Linked DNA regions of Mus musculus: region 1 is linked to region 2. Evidence: chromatin contacts called from public promoter capture Hi-C data. All regions are on one chromosome and are shown on one strand. The core of a region is the stretch at or near the end of the contact, and the rest is flanking DNA. Distances in the headings are between cores, read along the strand shown. Region 1 has its middle 250 kb from the start of 5031426D15Rik. Region 2 holds the start of 5031426D15Rik (RIKEN cDNA 5031426D15 gene).

Region 1 (6,653 bases), core at 587-3,086, 240 kb after region 2:
GTGGGAGTCAGTGCACAATTTCTTCTATTATGTGGGTTACAAAGATTAAACTCAGTCTCTACCCACTGGGTCATCTCTCAGTATGTTTTCTTAGATAGGGTTTCATGTATTCCAAGCTGTCCTCAAACTTCCTATCTGGCAGAGATGGCCTTGAACTTCTGATCTCCCTGTGTCAGCTACCCCAGTGCTGAGATTATAGACATGAACTACTACAACTGCAACATAAAGAGCTGGCAAACAAACCAGAGGCTTTCTTTTTTCTTTTCGTTTTTCGAGACAGGGTTTCTCTGGGTAGCCCTGGCTGTCCTGGAACTCACTCTGTAGACCAGGCTGGCCTCGAATTCAGAAATCCGCCTGCCACTTCCTCCCAAGTGCTGGGATTAAAGGCATGAGTCACCACTGCTGGGCAACTAGGGGCTTTCTTGTACTCTGCACACATCAACCAAATAATATCCCAGTCCCTAGAATATCTGAGTTCTAATGGACTTCTGTCAATAGAAATAGATTTGATTTCTCTTAAGACTTATTCTTAAAACACTTGCCTTTTTGTAGAAGCAAACACTGCAGAGACATAAATGGCTTGGTTGTGATGTCCCAGTATCTTGGGACATGGGTGAAGTAATTTGGATTGAGGTAAAGCAGGAGACACACTAGATTAAACCACAGATACTCACAAAGAGATACAAGTACCAATCTAGTGAGAAGAAAATGTCCACTGAGAAGTTAGGGCTGGAGAGATACCTCAGTCAGTAAAGGGCTTGCTTAACTACCATGAGAAGCTGGGTGTGGATTCCCAGAACCCACTTAAAAGCCACACCCTGTGGTCTCAGCACTGGGAAGGCCAAGACAGGAAGATCCCTGAAAGTCACTGGTCAGCTAGTTTTGCCCAATCAGTCAACCTGGGTTCAGTAAAAGGTTATGTTTCAAAACCCAAAGGAGAGAGTAATACAAGAGAGGGATATACCTGATGCTTGCCTAGGTATATACACACACACACACACACACACACACACAATGTAAAACACACACACATAATATGCACATACACACATGCATAACATACACATATACATACATAACACACATACACACATATGTAAAACACACACATAATATACACACATACTTACATATATAACACATACATATATAACACACAAACACACACACATACATACATAACACACGTACAAATATATAACACACAAAAACATACACACATACCTACATATATAACACACACATATATAACACACAAACTCATACACACACAGCATACTAGCATCCTTCTCTCTAAAATCAAATCGAGATTGGATGTTTTGTAAATTGTTTATTTTGTCTTTATGTCCCCTTTTTCTAAGCTTTTGGTATATTTGGTTCCTCCCTTCCACTTCTGTTCCTCTTCGGCATTGTTTGTTTCCAGCCAGGAAGGGTTCACAGAACAGAATACAAGTTTAATACTAGCTTAGCCTAAAACTAATTAGGAAAGCAAATCCATTGTTCCCCTCAAAAAACCAAGCACCGAATACTCTAGTCAAATCAAACTGCCTTTGAGAGGGTTTTCTGTTCAGGCATATCTGCACTGCAGTTCCTTCAACTAGGAGGTCTAGTTTGGAGCCTACTGCAAACTGATGTCCATGAGTCATTCAGACTCAACCTTCTTCACTTGTACATTATTGCTTGGGCACAGCAGAGAGGACTGTTAGAGTGTGAGGAACTTTATCAAGGCAGGGGTGGCAGCAGTAATGGACAGAAAGGACGTAACTTCTCTGTCCTCAACCCATGCTGCTTCTTGGCTGGCGCAACCTGCCTGCTGGTGGCTGGGCCTATTCCCAGTCCCGTCCCTCTCCTCTGTGCTCTGGCACAGACACGCAGGAGCAGGCTACTTGGGAAAACACTAAGCCAGGTCACGCCATGCTTCTATGTCTTGAGCTTCTTTTGTGTCTATCTTGTGCACGTTGTTCTATGGTAACCCGTAAACTGTGGCATTTGGGATTTAATTGAAAGTCTCAGCTCTGTGCTAATTTGGGCGCCGTGACAATGGGATAACTGAAACTTCCAATTGCAAATGGTTGACAACGCAGCTCTTGGGTGATAAGAAGTTGATGGGAATCTGATATGATAGGATGACCCTTCCCAAGAAGTGAACGAAGTGAACCTGCATATCTATTTTTAACCAGCCTCTGGAGACTTCTAGTAATTGACATTTGGAACTCAGGCTCCCATTTCCCTCTGTTCCTGAGAATATTTGCATCTTTCTCTGTTGGAGTTCCCTGGATTTAATCCTTCCTAGCAGCTTGGAAAGGCATTTGGTGCTGGCTTGGGCTGCTGCCTCACAGAAGGCAGCACTTGCCTCACTCACTGGCACTCCCTGTAGCCTGTCTATATTGCCTCTGTATATTGCCTCTGGTTGAGCCTTTAAACCCAGAGCTGGCCTTTTATTCCAATGGGAATGAATTCCTGCTTCAGTTTCTATGAGTACCTATAGTTGAGAGCTACTGAATAAATAAATGAACTGGTTGACTTTTTTTTTTTTTCCTGCTGGGAATAGAATTTAGGGCATTGCACAGAGTGGACAAGTACTCTACCACTATACTAAATTACGTAGCCCCAAGCCTAGGTTTTACAGTTTTAGTATGACAAAGTGATGCTGTGGGTGAGCCATTGAGCCCAAGCCCAGCAGAAGAAGCAATGAAGCCAACAGCCAGTGTTTGGGGGTTCCATGCTGCAAGCTCACAAGCCCCACACTGGTGGGAGATGAATGAAGGACAGTGGACAGTGTGAGCTGCTTCCCTTCTCTACAAAGCTTCTCATTGTTCAGCATCAGCTCCCCCATAACTGTTCTCTGATTTTGTCTCTCCTAGAACTAAGGCTCTTCCCACGACAGGATTCAATGATTAATTCACAGTGAGGTATAATCTACAGATTTTGTGTGCTATTGCTTAGAGTCCTCTTAGCATATTAATAGGTATAAAGCCTGAAGCCAGAGGAATCAATCGGCCCTTTATCAGTGGATGCCACATGTCCAGTGGGGTTGAGTCTCAGTTAAAGGTAGGGGTGAAGCTTCTTGTGAAATGTCAGCACTTAAACACTTAGGGTTCTGTTGTTTCTATAACAACAAGACCAGTCTCCCCTAAGCAGGAAGCAGACATTTGTGAAATCTGAGATATGATCAAGATGCGATTCTAGTCCTCAGTATGTGTTGCTGTGGTTGCTTAGCAATTAAGTCTTTCCATTCCAGGGTTAAAGCTTGAGTTGGGACCTGGTAGATAGCTTAAGGTAAAGTGACTGATGAAGCACGAAGACCCAAGTTCAGATCTCCATCACTCATGTGAGGAAGCTGGACACTTTGCCACACAACTGTCATCCTGTGGCTCAGAGGGTAGGGGATGCCTCAGAGTTCATTGGCCACTCAGTCTATCCAACTAGTGATTGAGCACTAGGTGCAGAGAGAGAGAGAGAGAGAGAGAGAGAGAGAGAGAGAGAGAGAGAGAGAGAGAGAGAGAGAGGGAGAGAGATTGGAAGAAGAAGAAGAAGAAGAAGAAGAAGAAGAAGAAGAAGAAGGAGAAGAAGAAGGAGAAGAAGAAGGAGAAGAAGAAGAAGAGAGGAGGAGAGGATGAGGAGGGGAGGGGAGGGGAGGGGAGAGGAGAGGAGAGGGGAGGGGAGGGGAGGAGAGAAGAGAAGAGAAGAAGAGAAAAGAGAGGAGTATTTTACAGGGTTCTGAAAAATGACCTGTAAGACATCAGGAGATTCCATTTTCCTTTTGAAGAGTCCTGCTCTGGAGCACCCCATTTTCTTTGGTCACTTCTTGGGTTTCCAAAAAGCAAAGATATTTTGTGATCAGGCTATCATCTCCTCTGAGTTAGGATGTGTCATGGACTCTACTACTGGGCAGTGTTTCTCACAGCTCAATGCTTTATTTACAGCTTGCTCTTACCTAGTTAACCCCAACTACCCTGCACATGTCGGATCAAGTGTCATTTCCACTTTCAGATAGTATTTTGACAACGGAGAACCATCTTCCTTTTACCTGTTCTCATGATCCACAGCACCGAGGCTATCTGCATTTAGACTTCAATTTGTGCCACTGTGCTCTAACTCCCAGAACATCCCCATCTATCGGGACAAAGACTGGGCAGGCCTGCTTCCCATTGCTATTTCCAGCTTTTCCATTTTGCCTGACACAGGTGTGGATAGAAGCCACTGTCAGAGGGGTGAGTTCAACTCTGGGGCTGGCTATTATCTGAGAAATTACCTTATGATCATAGGGGAAAATGGCATGAAGGGAGTAATCATCAAAAACATGTTATTAGTTAGACACTGTGGTTCATGTCTATAATCTCAGTACTAAGAAGGGTGAGGGAAGAGGAATGCTATAAATTCAAGACCAGCTCTGTTCATAAACAACAGCAGCAATATGCACAGACTATCTGTTCAGCAACTCAAGTTTAAAAAAGTAAACAAACAAAAATAAAAAATATGTATAATTTTCTTTGGTAAGTTTGGTATATAAATATATCAATGCATAAAATGGAAAATATACTTGAGATTGTTTTCAAAGAATCTTTTGTATCTACTGTATTTGCTCATAAAATAAAATGTCTGTGAGGGCATGGTGGGAGGCTCAGTCAATCAGAGGAAGACATGAATTTGAACCTTAGAACCCATGTAGAAGTTCCAGATATGGTGGCATGTGGTTGTTAATTTAAGGTGTCAATAAAGAAGATGCTAAGGGCTTGGTGTCCAATCAGGATGGCCTAATTGGCCAGCTTCTGGCCAATTAGAGGTCTTGACTCAAGTGAGGTGTGCACATTCTTGAAGATGGCAACCAAGATTTTCTTCTCACTTTCACATGCATGCATACACATGTGATGAGCACTGTCATACATGCATGTACTTATATTCATGTGTACACACACACACTCAAGAAATAAGAAAAATAAGGTGTTTCATTGTGAGGAAATAAAAGTATATATGTTTATATATATATACATACATATATTATGCAAGATTCTAGCATATTATATACATATAATTTACTAGCATATGTTTGTTGTATGCTATAATAACACACTGTGTTGCCTATGCATGATAATATATACAAATATGCTAAGGGTATGCATTTACCTGCAGGCTCATTGAAAAGACAGAAATCATTAGTGTACTTCATACCTGAAAATCATGATTAAGATGGGAATGGTTCTACATGAATTCTGCTGAAAGGACAGACTCTTCCTGCTCTGTGGCCCTGTAGAAATTCCTCTTTAATCTTTGTGTCATCATTTTTGGGTGTTTCTAGGGATAAAACCTGGTGCCTTGGCTCTAACAGGCAAGGGCTCTACCTTGAGCAGTGCACTGAGTCCCAGACCCTTCTTTTGTTGTTTGCTTATGATGAAAATAGTGAAGTGTCATGAAAGTACTTTTATTAACAACTTTTTTTGTGGAGCAAGAGAGAATAAAGCAGAAGTCAGATGGGTAATAACTGAGTCCCAAATGTGCTGTCTCATGAGCGCAGTTCTAGAAATGGCCCAACTCTGACCCGTGGTTTATTGAAAAGGCTGCTCTATAGCTTGTATGGTTACTGTAAAAGTGAATGGGTGTGTAATCATCCAGAAATGAAGTCACTTCTACCCTGTTTATTCTGTTTTAAAACAAGATCTCAGTGTGTCTGAGGCTCTCCTCTAACTCATGGGTTTCTGGCCTCTGCCTCCCAGTTGTTAGATTAGGGACATTGCCCTGTCTCATTTACCTGGCTTTTTTCTTTCTTTCTTTCTTTCTTTCTTTTTTAACCATGTTACCATGAGGAAGAACAAAGAGAAGTAAGTTGAGGATGTTCATCATTTGCAATACATCCTCTGCTTGGCTAAGCATTTTCATAGGCTTACTTTTCTTATTTGATCCTCCCCCATGGTGAGAAAAATAGATTCAAAAAATATAAAAATATTTTAATTTATATTCTTTACGATAATAACGCAAAGTGCACAGAAGCCAGCAAACACACATGGAGAGGACTAGCCTAATCTACAGGAGCACTTACCACTGCAAGCTAATTCATCAACTGCATTGGGTTAAGCTCTTGGGGCCTACTATAGGCTCTACTAGCTAGTCTACCATTGATTGATTGTCTTACCATATTAGACAAGGTTCTGGTATGTATGTGAGAAAATGTCTCCATCAAACTCAGGCTTACTCCAACAGCTGTTATTATATCCTTGTCTTATTCTCCAAGGACATAATACTAGAGAGGGGAGCTTTAGGAAGTGCTAAGTTAGTGGGTCCTCTACTCCCATGTTAGGACCAGTGCTTCAATAAAAGGGTTCCCAAACAAGATCAGATATGTTTAAGGTGGTATGACAAGAGATAATAAAGAATCTGCCAAAAGATAGCTAGCCCCGCTCCAGCATGTACCTGGCCATCACCTAATACCTGGCCATCTACAAACTTGAAGAGAGCTCTCTCCAGACTCCAACCATACTCTGACCTTGATCTTGGCCTTCCAGACTCAGACTTTTAAGAAACAAATGACCGTTGCTGTTAGTTATAATAGCAATCTAATGAGACTGTGGCAGTGCTCTTACATACTCACAGTAAAGTGGGTTGTGTGGTTTTTCTGTTTAGAATGGGCAGCTTCTTATTCAAGGGCTGTTCTGTAA
Region 2 (7,042 bases), core at 2,447-4,946:
ACTTAAAAGAATACAATCGTCAGTGTTTGTTATTTGTTAAATGGATACATTTTCGTGCTTGAGAATGTCAATCACGCCTCCTTTAATACGGTAACATTTCTCAGCACATTTTTAGTTTTTCTCTTCAGGAAGTCAATATCACCATCTAAAAATACACAGTGTAATCTTCTGGCAATAAAATGAGGTCAACTTCCCTTTGGGTCTCCTTTTAAGCCTGAAATCATTATCTCCCAACCCTAAACCCCTCACCTACTTAGAAAACTTACTTCTTTTCCCTTGGAAATGAAGAACAGAAGCCTTTTAGTTCCAAATTAGCTCCGTGGCCTTCATTAGGCCTAAAATAAAAATGAACTGAGAAAATCCCACTGTAGCTCGGTGTAGTGGCTCATACCTGTAATCCCAGAACTCAAGAGACTGAAACAGAAGGAATACTGTAGTGAGTTTGAGACCAGAGATATATGGCCATACATCAAGTTCTGGGGCGAGCCTGGGCTACAGAGTCAGACACTATAAAGAGAAAACCATTGTGGAATATTTGCACTTGTATGAAGAGCACTGACCAGCTGGGACCAGCATTGAAGAGAACGGCAGGGATAATAAAGCAATGAAGGAGGTCCCATCCTCGTGCTCTCTTTAATCCCATTAGCCAAAGAGAATGGTAGACTTTCAGAAATTTAGAAGCACAAAGCCCTCTAGCCAGGAACATGCCTACTTAGAATACTGTGCCAGGCATATTTAAATCTATAAAGCAAATGCCCAATTACCAAGAAAAAGGAGGCAGTTTCCAATTCATACCTATTAGTTTCGCTATAAAAAATAAGAATAGCCTAACGGTGCCCAGAGCAGAACAGCCAGCCAGCTATAACAAGAAGGCTTTGCCTTCCTGCTCTATTGAGAAATGGGATGTCCTGTCAAATCAAACACTCGGTTGAATAGGATATTATCAACATACTAGGTGCGTATTACCAGTTTTCCAGATATGGGATGCAATAAAATCTTTAATACTAAAGCAACACTGAACACATTGTAATCTTTCTCTGATGATTCAAGACATTTCAGAACTTTTCATTAACTCCAGATCACCTTTAGGAACCTCAGTTTTCACTGGGCCCAGTGAAGCACAGTTATATCAATTAAGAGAAGTTCCCATTTGACAGAGTATTCTAACGACTAGCTTTAGCAGTAGAGTATTTCTACTGGGTGGATTTAAATAAAGTTGGATGCCCCACCCCAACCTAGTTTATTTGGTTCAATGCCCCCAAGCAAACAAACAAACAAACAAGAAATAAATAAAGCACTGTCTTTGGTTAATGTCAGTAAGAAGAAAATATAATTTTCTGCCCTGGGATTGTGGGGACGAGGGGAGAAGCTCAAGGCCCGCGGCTCCGCCTTCCTGCTTTTAGTGCTCTCTTAACAGACATCTTTTCCACAACCAGCTTATGTTGGTTGAGCTCCAGTTTCCCTAGGAAGACACCTAGGATTGAAAAGTCAGCTAAGACAGTCCCTCTCCAGCTTGTAACTTCATGCTGTTTTGAGTGGTGAGAGAGTTTAGGAACCCACACCAGGCATCCTGACAGCAGTGCGTATGACGATAACCACCGTGTTGAAATTAAAAAAAAAATGAAACAAAACAAAAGATGCTGATGCTAATTCTTTTTCAGTTTGGGTCACACAAGGTGCCAGCAACTGGTGCTAATTGAAAAGGAAAACGATAATTCAATATTCTAGCAGCTTGCATCCACCTCATGCTCTTTGATCCAGAAGACTGAAAAGACATTTTTCACAAAGGAAACTAATCAAGGTACCTTCCCCTGGGGGAATGGGGTCATTCTGTGTCTATGAAAAGGCCAGGCAATAGTTATGTGATGACAGCCCTTCTGCTGATGGACCAAAAGGATCCAAGGAGAAAAAAATATGTAATACTCTTAGAAGGTTGAAATATACTGACTAACCTAGGCTAAAGGTTTGAGAATATTCCAAGCAACCCTGGTTTGGTTCCCTACTGTGTAGCTTAGTTTTTAATGCCAACCTGACACCACCTAGAATTCAGCTTGGAAGAGGAAACATTAATGGTAGAACTATCTGAATTAGACTGGTTTCTGAACATATCTGTGAGAGACTGTCTTGATTAATCGATGTGGCAGGGCCCAGTCCACTCCAGGTGGCACCATCCCTAGGCATGTGGTCCTGAGCTGTATAATAAAACAAACTGGGCATGACACAGTGAGCAAGCCAGTAGGCAACCTTCTCCATGTTCTCAGTGCTGACTTCCCTCAATGATGGATTGCGATCTTAAAGTGAAAGCTGAAATAAATGATTTCCTTCCCTAAGTTTCTTCTGGATATGGCATTTATCACAGCAACAGAAAAGCAAACTACAGAATCCATGTTAGATTGATTGGACTTGTAAAATACATGTGATATTGCTTTAAAAAAGAAAAGAATATTTGTATTCTGAACACAAAATATAAAAGTTAAACAAATATTTATGGAAGGTAATCACAACCTCTTATTGACAGTAAAGCACAATATGGAAATGGGTTGATAAAGTTGAGCTGACTTTGGTAACTGATATATATATATATATAAATTCATAACATAAAGTAACTCAAGGAATAATGACAGTTGGTCTGGGACATGCTGGGATAGGGGAAATTTATCAGCCTGTTCTTAAAACACACCACCAAAAGCACCTGCCTCATACACAGCAGGGTAATGTGGGCCTGTTCTTTCTCTGTTTTCTAACATGTTTGAGAAGCAGACTGTGATGTAATCCTTCAAAACTGAGCTACCCAACTTAGAGTCTCTCCATGGAAGCTTCCCCAGGATGCTCCACACTCCATACGCTGGCTCTGGAGAACCCCAGGGTATGGTGGAGAATATCTTGGGCATATGGCTGGTGTTCTCACTTTCATCTCCTTGACTCTTCAGTTTGTTCTCTCTCTCTTTTTTTTTTCTCTCTTTTGAAATGTGGCTCATTCTAGAAGCAGCTGAATTGGTACAGACAGTACTTCTGAGGATACATCCCTGAGAATTTAGCTGCAAAGCCCAGGAGAAGTCAGATCCCTGGGAAGAAGCCAAGTGCAGATTTCAGAGAAACAGCATCCTCATGCTTGAGCAAGTTTTCCTCTCCAGATGAAACTTGTCAAATTCCCTTCATACACCCTTCTCTCTAGACAGATGGACACAGAAACGGAGATACAGATTCATGCTTATTTCGGTGTAAACATTTTTTTTTCTCCAAAGTACAGCTTTCAGAGAGTCCCCATTACTGACTCCTAAGGAATTACTCACATTTAGTCTAGCGACTCCCTCCAAGACTGTTTAACACTTCATAAGCATTTCCCTTAAGCCATAAACAACCCTGAGACAGATAACCAAGATGGTGCCTCTGATCAGACTTTGCAGGGTGACTTCTGGTTCATCTCCCATTTGATGCCGAGGACAAAGAGATATATCTGTGACTATGATTATCCACTTGGAAGGTGAGGAAATGAAGTTAAAGGCGAGAGTCTGTGAGACAGCTCTGTAGGTAAAGACATTTCTTATCAAGCCTGCCTGAGTAGGAAACTCAGAACTTACATGGTGGAAAGAGAGAGCTGATTCCAGTAAATTGCCCTTTGACCTTCATATGCATGCTATGGTACACACACACACATACATACATACACACACACACACACACACACACACACACACACACACACACATGTGCATAAAATCTTACAAAAGGTTAGCTTGTGGTAAGAGTTTCTGTCTTCTCTGATCAGTTTATAAACACCAAGTTCTTTCTCTTATGAAATCACGTGAACAATGCAAAGACCAATGGGACATCATTTCATGAGGTCTGCCTTGAACACTTCAGTGTCCTCTGAAGATGAAATCAATCACTCTGTTCTTCTCTTTTCTGCGGGAGACAAAGGGAAGGGGGGATGGGCAGAAGAGCTGAAGAGACAGGATCCATTGGCCAAAGCTTAGCTTGATGGTTAGCTAAAGCAGACCTTGTCAAGTTTAGAAGTTTCTTTGTGTGTGTGTGTGTGTGTGTGTGTGTGTGTGTGTGTGTGTATGTGTGTGTGTACAGATATGTGATTGACAACAAGTTCCTTCTCTATTGTTCTCCAACTTCCTTTTGGACACAGAGATCCACATTGGTTCTGGCGCTTGCCAGTTTATTTAACTGGCTGGTCAACAGGCCCCTAGAACACACACCCCCAGCACGAGGATGTTCCTGTTACACACGTGGTTTTTTATGTGGTTTCTGGGGCTCTGAACTCAGGATTCTCAGGTTTGGATTGCAAGCACTTTACAGGTTGATTCCTTCTCCCAGCCCTGTAACAGGGCTTCTGACAGCTTTAACTCACTGGCGAGTGCGTTCATCCTCTTAGACTCAGACAAAGGCATCGAGGGTCATCCTTCACAGAGCAGATGACTCCCAGAAGATGCGTATGCACCAAATGTTAATTCTATTATACCATTAATGTACCATTACCTATAATAAATGTCTTCCAATAAATTGCCCAGTACCATAGGTCACATAGAAATACATAAGGCAGTGCGAGTGAATCATCAGAAAGACTGGCTTAATCGTAGAGACTAAGATTGATCAGATGTGGAAAAGACTAGAAGTCCAGAGTGCCATAAAGCAAATAGAATAGGAAGAAAGTGGCTACCTTGCAGGACTTTGAGGGTCATCCTGTGGAGTATGCTATACTAAATCCTGAGGCGCTGGAGAGTGGAGTGGAGTGGGACCATTGACAGCGAGCGTGGGGAAGCACGGTCTGGCTCATTACAGGAGGATGTGAGATCTTAATGCCATCTACTGTGTGCAATCCACTTTTTGTGGTTCTTTTAGATCAGGTGGTTTACTGCCTTATCCAGTACACAGCATTTAATAAGATGGCAGAGAAGCTAGCAGCGAGGCTCACAGAAGCCAATAACCAGGTTTCAAGCCACTTTTCTTATATGCAGGGGAAAGAGATGTGTGCTCCAAGTCTGAGTTCCTCTGAGGCATATACCTACTTGACCACTTGGCAGCTGTTACCTGAGAAAAGGTAACTTCCCTAAAGAGAGATCTATAAGCTAGTATGGGGCCTGGAGAATTTTATACTAGCAACTGGAAGATGCCTTCTCTAAAGAAGAGTTTTAAAGGACTTAAACCTTGATTGTGGGATTCTCTGGAAGAAATAGAGTGGACAGACCACAAGCTTCCATTTTTCTTTCTTTCCTTTCTTATTAAGGCAAGTTTTGCAGCAGCAATAAAGGAAAATAACTCGATATCGATGTTTTGTAAGCTCTCCATCAAACACAGAGGGAAAAGGAAGAAGGATGCTGCTATAAAATTATCTGTGAGCTGATCCATCCACATGAGACAACTTAAAAGGCCGGGCAAACAGATTCTCAGTTGTCCTTTCTTTCCCATTTGTTTCTAGTGTAATCTCCCCTAACTTACTTAGGTCTAGACAATTCCAAGTGATGATTTTATTTGTAATGGGACCTAGAAGGAAGCAGGAAGAGCTTGGTTAGGCAGTTAAACCACTGAGACATGCACAGGGTGCCTGAAAGTCGCGTTGCCACTTTCTGCCTTGTGTGAGCTGTATGAAGGGATCCCCACAGCTTCCTTGACCTCAGCCATATAGGCAAAGAATGTCCCAATATTAGTATTCCAGGGTCAGCTTCTTACTTTACTATTGAAATTACAGTTGCCGTACTTGGCTGAGAGTATAGAACCATGGATAAGAGTGCTGGAGCCAGGGGGACCACAGCTTAGAACTGAGCCATCCACCTCCAATGCAGGTTAAATAGCGATTTCAGGTCTTTATCAAAACCTCTGCTTTTGAAACTGTGAAATGGTGATTTGAAAGCACACTAGAGGATACTCTACATAGTCATGGTAAATTGAATAGGTTACTAATTTCTGCTGTCCTTACTGTCATTGTGAAATTATGCTTCTGAACTGATTCATCTAACGATGAATCCAAGGTCCATCCAAGGAGCGCTGAGTAGCCCACAGGCAATCACTCCGTCCTGGTTGCTCAGATCCTAATGATCTGAAGCTATAAAGTCTGGGGGTAGTCTTGCATAGCTGGAGGTAAAAACCCAGTTCACATGAGTACTTCCATACCCCTCCCCTAGGTAGCCAGGGCATACTTGCTCAGTGTGGCCCAGTGTAAAGCATATAAACTTTAGAGCCAGATGGACCTGGTTTCAAACACTCCCTCTGCCACTTCTCAGCTATGGGGCCTTGATCGACTGACTCTGCATCTGTCAACCTCAGTTTTCTCATTTGTAAAATGGAGAGAATATCACCATTCTGGCAGTTCTGTTGTGAGGTAGAGCAAGAGAGTGAGCGAGAGAGCAAGAAAGAGTGAGAGAGAGCAAGAGAGAGAGAACGCGCACGTGAGAGATCAATGGTGACAAATTTAAAGCTCTGGCAGGCAGTCAATACAAGATACTTTAAAAAAAATGTCTAAGTATCATTATAGAGATTGCTTGGCCCAGTAAAGAATTATAGAAAGAGAAGTGTTGGGCTGTTTGGAGCCTTTGAAGCAAGCACTCCATCCTCCAAGAACTGCAGATCATGATTTATCTTCTTAAAACAACAACAAATACATGTGTATGTGATTTTCTCTCCCCTTTGAACAAAAGATACAGCATGTTTGCATTATATATTGTTTTATTTTTCACTAACAGTACGTCTTGGGGAATTTTTTTTCCAGATCTGTGCATGAAGAACAATCTCATTGTTACTGTGTAGAGTCATTCTGCTCCACAGAATTGCTCTCATAACTCAGACGAGTCTCCTTCGGAGGAAGAGTCAGGTTGTTTTCTAGCCCTGGTTTTCTTCAAACAATGCAGGAATGAGTAGTTTTTAAAGTGAGTCTTTCACAGTGTATTTGTAGTGTAAATTCCTAGAGGTGGAATGGCTGAATCAGAAGGGCTGCACATTTGCCATTTTTGTTAGAAACTGCCGAATCTCCCTCTTCGGTTTTGTACACTCCCTTCAGCAGTAAGGGAAGGTCTGTTTCTTACCCCAGTATAATACA

Evidence for each region. Promoter capture Hi-C pulls out the DNA fragments that hold promoters and counts their contacts.
Region 1: a promoter capture Hi-C map of hippocampal neurons shows a contact between it and region 2, with 2.2 times the contacts expected there. The contact joins the enhancer-like site here to the promoter of 5031426D15Rik in region 2. A contact is called at or near these places in 5 of 39 promoter capture datasets (the C10 cell line, embryonic stem cells, epiblast stem cells and 2 more) and 1 of 484 Hi-C or Micro-C datasets (cerebral cortex).

Annotation. Positions count from the first base shown.
Region 1 is chr2:7,171,550-7,178,202 of GRCm38.p6, forward strand. It overlaps a transcript of Celf2 not described here. Among named protein-coding and RNA genes, the nearest start is that of 5031426D15Rik, 250 kb to the left of the region's middle. Within about 2 kb of position 1,837, at least 16 of the 459 cell types and tissues checked have an H3K27ac peak or open chromatin away from gene starts, as enhancers often do. A contact at or near this core is called in cerebral cortex and hippocampal neurons, where this site is marked.
Region 2 is chr2:6,925,026-6,932,067 of GRCm38.p6, forward strand. It overlaps 5031426D15Rik (RIKEN cDNA 5031426D15 gene), which reads right to left and starts at 3,697. Exons shown (of 1, transcript NR_027890.1): 1 at 1-3,697. It also overlaps a transcript of Celf2 not described here.